2 separate regions of the Gossypium hirsutum genome follow, and region 1 is linked to region 2. The links are chromatin contacts, called in public Hi-C maps. All regions are on one chromosome and are shown on one strand. Each heading gives the region's core, a stretch centred on a gene start, on an enhancer-like site or on the middle of the called end of the contact. The rest is flanking DNA. Distances are from core to core; before and after follow the strand shown. Region 1 holds the start of LOC107946354 (transcription factor BIM2). Region 2 holds the start of LOC107946344 (inorganic pyrophosphatase TTM2).

The links. Hi-C and Micro-C count contacts between places; a contact is called where the count stands out from the background.
Region 1: a Hi-C map of leaf shows a contact between it and region 2, with 1.6 times the contacts expected there. The contact joins the promoter of LOC107946354 here to the promoter of LOC107946344 in region 2. A contact is called at or near these places in 2 of 34 Hi-C or Micro-C datasets (hypocotyl and leaf).

Annotation. Positions count from the first base shown.
Region 1 is chrD12:49,996,701-50,000,157 of Gossypium_hirsutum_v2.1, forward strand. It overlaps LOC107946354 (transcription factor BIM2), which reads left to right and starts at 1,479. Exons shown (of 8, transcript XM_016880634.2): 1 at 1,479-1,954; 2 at 2,193-2,992; 3 at 3,155-3,245. The coding sequence starts at 2,569.
Region 2 is chrD12:49,825,837-49,829,363 of Gossypium_hirsutum_v2.1, forward strand. LOC107946344 (inorganic pyrophosphatase TTM2) reads right to left here and starts at 1,517. Exons shown (of 12, transcript XM_016880619.2): 1 at 1,379-1,517.

The sequences.
Region 1 (3,457 bases), core at 229-2,728, 170 kb after region 2:
GGAGGTCTGTTGCTCAAATGGGGATCATTTGGCCTACGAGAACTGGCCCGATTCAAAGAGCTGTTGGACAGGCCTGTCACATTGAAGCCTGATGGGCCCGATAATGAAGATAGGACTATGTAGTCTTAGAAGTTCTAATTGTACACAGCTTCTAATTCTGTAAACTTAGAGTCCTAATTGAATACAGCTTTTAATTGTAGCCATCGGTTTTGGGGGAGCTCAACTATAAATAGAGAGCCTCCCCCTCATTTGTACTAACTCCTGAATTGTTTCATTATTCTTTGTGAATAAGAGAAGTAGAGAGCATTTACTCAAATTTTTCTCTCAAGCGTTCTTGCTTTTGTTTATCTTTCAAAGATCGTTCTTAATTCGTTCTTCCGCTGTTCTTTGTGGAAACTTTAAGGGAATTCTGTTGAATCCTTTATTGTTGCGAGTTGAGCTGACTTAAGCGTTTTTACGGTTGAATCCTTTATCAAGGGAAGTTAGGCTGACTTAGGCGTTTTTAAGCCAAGAAACTGCCTAAGGCCGCACGGATGTGTGGGAAAACTCCAAGTCCGTGACACAAGGGCTTTCTAATGCTGATAAGGTTAGATTAATGTAACATTTAGATGAAGACTTAGTCTACATTAATAAACAACTACAAAATTTAAAGAGCCTAAGGGACAAATGACTCGTGTTCTCCGTTACAAGAAAAATTTGCTTGCTCGTAATGCCTTTGCTTTTTTGATAAAAAAAAAGGAAAAGTAATGAGTCAAGCGAGGAAGTTAGGGAGAACATAATTTTTTTTCACTTATAATTTTTTTGTTGAATTTTATTTTGTTAATACTCCTTTACTTTTATGCACTCGTAATTGATTTTATAATTTTGTTTATATATATATATGGATGGTTGGATAAAAAGAGAGTGTCGTGCTGAAGATCACATTACCTTGCTTGAATATGTTATTATGTTTTAATAAAATGTCAAAGGTGAAATTGTTAGTGATAATTACGTTGTTTAGATATAACTCCAGTTACAACTCAATTTGTGTCCGGTACATGATGTAATTTGTCATATTTTATTAGCATCATTTGACCGAAAAATTTGAGACTTTTTTAATGCACATATTTGAAGGATTTTTAACAGCATGTTACTAAGTTAAATTTAAATCAGGTCTTGAATTGTTGTTTCGGAGGTGAAAATTTTGTAAAGTGTATGATTAAATTTGTGTCCATCTCTATTAATTAACAAATGTAGAGATAGGCAAAATATAGTAACTATTTATAAGATTAAAAATCATAGGGGTGGTCGCGAATTGATATAAATTAATATTTTTATGGTAACTTTGCATATAAAATATGTTTGGTGAAGCATCATTGGTATTGGCTAAAAATGACAGGTGGGGTAGTTGAAGTAAGGAAAGTAAAAAGATGTAATTATTGGTAAATACTAACTAAAATAGGAGATGCCCATGTCTAAGAAATGAAACTAAAATCGAAGAATAGAGCCCATTGGTTTGGCCCATTTATTATTTGGATCTACCTTCTGTAACTTTGAACAATCACTCTTCCTATTTGGACCCATCTAACTATGATTACTTTTTATTTAAAATATTAGGTGTTTCTTCAAACAATACAAGCATTGGGCTCCAAAAGCCTACAGGATGACACAGTCAATGCAAAGGCTAAAAGGCAAATCCACCACTAAGGGGGAGTCAAAGCCACAACAAGAACCTGGAGAAGGGTCACCGTCACCACCGTGGACATCGTCAGGAGTCACCGACTTAAGGAGATTTCAAGCCTTCGGAGCGGCGTCAGCAACCAGCCACCACGCGCCAGCTGACGAGGGTTATCGATGACGGTGGCTCCACCAAATGTAGAAACCTTGCCGGAGCAGAAGAAACCGAGAGCCGAGGAGACCCCTGGCCAGAGAAAACGAGATGTGCTCTGAGAGAAAAATGTGAAAAAACCACATGGTAACTGAGAGTCGCTCCACCACGTAGGATTCAAATAGTATCATATATATATATATATATTTTTTAATTCTTGAATTTTATTTTTTACTGTAACGTAGATGTCACTCTTAAATCCTGTTTCTAAAATCTAAAGATTTCATAATTAATTCAAACAAATAAAAAAAAAACTTGTAGCATATAATTATTTTTATACCTACCATTTTTCATAATAATATATTTTATATTTTCTTTAATGCAGGCACGGACAAAAATCCGTATCTAAGGGACTACACCATCAAGCCCGGGTTTGTGACCCATGAAAAGCATGTTTTAATGTAATAAATCCAATAATATAAATAAAGTAGGTATAAAAATCATATTTAAATTTAATCAAATTCAGAAATTGCTTTGCTTTTCTCCTTATTAATATAACATCAAATCTACGTTATTTTGATCGATTGACATGAATATCATTATTAATTTAAGAGGATGTAAGTTTGAATATACTGAAACACATCATCCTCCATTTATGAATGAGTGCGAAGCTATAAATAATTTTACATAATAATAAAATAAGGGCCCATGTCATATAAAAGGCCCAATTTAAGCAAACCTCTCACGGGAAATCCACTCACATGACTCGCACTCCATCCCTTTTCTTTTTGTCTCCCTCTCCATTCCATTCCATCAAAAAAGGAAGACAACTTTGTAGTTTAACCCCACACACACAGTACTGTAGTTTTCGCCGGGAACCAACCTACCAACAATCCTCCATATTTTCCTTTCCATTTCCTTCCACTTTTATGCTTTTTCTCTTCCCTTTTCCTTCAACTTACAAATTGTCTTTTTGCTTTTTCATTCTTTTTATACTTTTGGGCGGTTTCTTTTTTATAACATATTATGTATATTTTGCTTGTGACATCTGGAGAAGAAAAGAAATGAGAAGGGGAAAGGCAAGTCAAGAGGAAGAAGAGTTTGGTTCCAAAAAGACAGGGCCTTCTTCCTTTCATACTCTCTCTGTCAACGCTAATACCAATACCAACACCAATATCAACAATGGTATATCATTAGATTGGATCCCACTCTTTAACCCAGATCTCCCTTTTCCTTTATTACTAATTTCTATATGGTTGCTTCTTAAAGGGTGTTTTTTTCTTTTCTTTTGTTGAATTTGGAATTCTGGGTTTGTTTCGTTTTTTTTTTGTTTGTTTGGGGCTGTAGAAGCAGACGGGAAAGACAGTGATAAGGCTAAAGCTATACGATCAAAACACTCTGTCACGGAGCAGAGGAGGAGGAGTAAGATTAATGCAAGGTATCTCCTTTTGTTTTCTTCCAGTTTCAATGTCCATCTTTTATCATTACTATGGAAATTGAGGGAAGGGGACTGAGCTGAAGTTCAAGTAATTGCATAAACCATTGAATGTAATGGTTCAGGATACGTTGACTCTAACAAAGTTTTTAACTTTATCAGCTTTGGTTGACTTTGTTATGGAAATATTGATGATTGATACAAGGAATTGTATT
Region 2 (3,527 bases), core at 267-2,766:
AAAGTCATACAGAAATTTTAAGCAATATCAAAGTTCAACATTAGGTATATGGTTAGGAAATGAATCACCAAGATGCTTTGATTATATAATTCTAAGCATTATATTGGTCAAATGCCATGACAGCAGTTCAGGTAGAATCAAGGACTCAGTCATTTAGGCTCACCTTTTGTATAAATTTTAAGGAGGAAAAAAACAATATAAATAATAATAAGAAAAAAATACCATTCCTCCAAGGATGGACACAGCAGTAAGAGTTTTATGGAAATAACAGAAATGACCAACTCTTTTTGTACTAAGTAAGAGGGAAATCAAGATGATTAATTATCTTTGTAAAGCATTAATATATTCACACTGATCCATAAAGGTAAAATGAAAGTACCAATTTCCACATTGATAAGAGCAAGGCAAGCAACTATTAGACATCATGCTAAAAGATTACAGCAGTACATATTATCATCTCCTTCAGTCACTAATTGTCATGATACAAGCAATGAATATCTCATTCTTTAACATTAAACTCAAATAAAAACTGTAGCGCATTAGCTGTAAAGGATCCAAAGAAAGAACAAAATCAAGCAATACAAAAAGAAAAAAGAAAAGAAAAAACTATTCTTTTATCTCTGCTTTACTCGGTGCACACTAGTCAGAAAAACAGATATGGAAACTACATGGAAAATAAAAGTAACAACTTCAAAGATCAAAACAAACAGCTTTTACATTAAAAAAAAAAAAAACACCACCACCACAAAATTTTGATTTTCAATGACCCAACATTCCAAAACATATAAAGAATCACATTCAAAGAGGAAAATGACAGCAACGTCAACGAAGTATTAAACAGAAACTTACCAAAACATCTATTCTAACACATTATTTGAATCTTTCGTAACCACCTTTGCCCCCCTCTCCCCCCCCCAAATAAATAAATAAATAATCAAAGCAAACAATGAAATAATAATAATTACCCAGATAACAGAATGACAAAACAAGCTATGCCCAGATTCCGTAATTAGAGTATATATCAAATTCAATAAAAAGAAAAAAAAAAGGTTTTTAGTAATGATGATGATTATACTCACCGAGACACCGAATGAGTCGGGGTTTTTTAATTTGTTTATTTATATTTTTTTTCTATGTGTTCTACTGTTCTTTATAGTAAATGAGTCACACTGGATTAACCCTTTCTCCTTGTATAAAAAATGGTCCTTCTATTTCTCTGGTTTCTTTTTTCGGAATAGAAACGAATGTGATTTTCCGGGATTTTCCTCGTTTTTTTCTGGAAGTTGGGAATTCTAGAGAATCTAAGGGGAGGAAAAAACACTTTCTCGAGAATGCATTCACACAAAGATAAAACAAGGAAGAGAGAGGTATTTAATACTAGTATTTGCAGCAGTTTCGATTCTTTTCCGGGGATCGATGAAATGCTCAATCCTGGGAAGCCAAGTGTTTGTGTCTCCAATTGACTGTTTTTTGCGCTTGGAAGTTGGAACTTTACTTACAATTCCAAACCGAACAAATTACCTGGGCTGGGCTGTTGAAATTGGATTTTTTATATAATAAAAAAAATTATCTTAATATGAGAACAGAAAATTTAAATTTAGATGCCTGGTTGAATTTAAATTATAAAATTTGTTTGGTATATTAACTCTTTCATAAAAATAAATTTTAAGTTATGAAATTTGGAATAATTGCAAAATTTATCTCTGTACTTTAATAAAATTATTAATGTAGTATTTGTACTTTTTCTCTGTCTATTATTTTAGTACTCTTGTCTGATAGCGTTAAAAATTTATCAAAAATTGACCTGTGAACTACTGGATGAGTGACACGTGGAAAAGGGGCTTGATTAGAGTAGTGAATGATCAAGGGTCAAGAAAAAGGGACTTGCATGAAATTTTCCCTTTATTTAAACTAAAAAACATAAATAAAAATCTTTTCTTTTGATTTCTTTTCTTTCCTTTCCTCTCGTCTCTTTTTTTTTCTCTCTCTCTCTCTTTTTTCTTCCTCCCTCAACCTTAGCAAGCACTTAGCCCACACCACCATGATTGGCCTCTTTTCTGCCCAAAAATGTCACGTGATTTTTGTTCTTCATTCTCTCTTCTGAATATTCATATTAAATTTCTTGAAAAATTTTCCTAATTTTATGTTAAAATACTTTTTAAAAATTATTAATTTAAGTAATTTTATAAATGCTTTTTTTTAAAATTGAGTAAGCTTTTAAAGTAAAACATGTTTTTAAAATTATTTTTACTTATAAATTTTCTTTTTTTTTATATATATTTCAAGTAATTTTTTTAAGTTATTTAAATATTTTATAAATTTAAGTAATTTTATTGTTAGAAATCGACTCGATTAAGCAAGAAACAAGTAAAAATAGCAGAAGAAATTGAACACACAAATTTAACGTGGAAAAACTCCTCCAAAGAGGATAAAAAACCACGGGCAAAAATAATTTTACTATAATGGCAAAAGAAATGAAGAGTACAAAAGAAGAAGATAAAAACTAAACCCCGAAAACCCGAAAACAAAGAACCCTCAAAACGCAAACACAAAATTTTCTAAATGTGTTATAAGTTCTAATATCTAATGGATGTATTTTTTAAGGTTGTAAAAGAGCCTATTTATAGACTAAATTCATATGTCAAATAATAATAAAATAATCTAAACTAATCAGTGTTTGATTGAAACAAATAAACAGAGTTTAACTAGAAGATTATTTCTCAAATTTGACTGAAATAGGAGTCATACTTAACAAATCTCCACCTTGACTCACATTTCTACAATGCCATCTTTGTCAAAGCTCGCCACGAGCCTATCTTGAACTATGCAGGGAATTAACTGAGTCGAATCTGTGCTTAGAAACTGGAAGACTTCTAGCCTTCGACTTGTACACTACCAAATCAAAACTAACCCGGGTCTGATTTTCACGAATACAATGTCCTAACTTTTCAAAACTTGCATCCAAAAGAGAACCTCTCTTTAACGAAACAGACATACATTTTTCCCTCCTATGACCAAGTTACTTCCACTCCAAACGAGTTGACTTTGACTCTGTAACGGATGAGGGACGTCCGATTTCATCGGTCACTGTAGAACCTTCTAAAATATAAAGACTGCCAATTCTTTTACCTTTTAACAAAATGAGAGCTCCACGAGATACTTTAATGCCGCTCGACTCGATGTTGATTCTGCATCCTTTCAAGTCTAAAATACTCAAGGAGATGAGATTCTTTCGTAAATCAGGTACATACCTGACATCTGAGAGTGTCCTAATCCTCCCATCGTGTGTCCTAAGTTTAACAATACCAATTACCTTACTAGATGAATGGTTTCCCATGCGCACAACTCCACCTTCAATCGAACTGTATGTAGAGAACCATTCTCTATTGGAACACATGTGAAAAGAACATTCCGAATCTAAGATCCACTTGGACGTGAGCTTGGAGTTATCGCTCGTCGACACTAACAAGAAATCATCACCGCTTTCATCGGCCAAATTAGCACCAGCTACATCTTCCTCATTACTC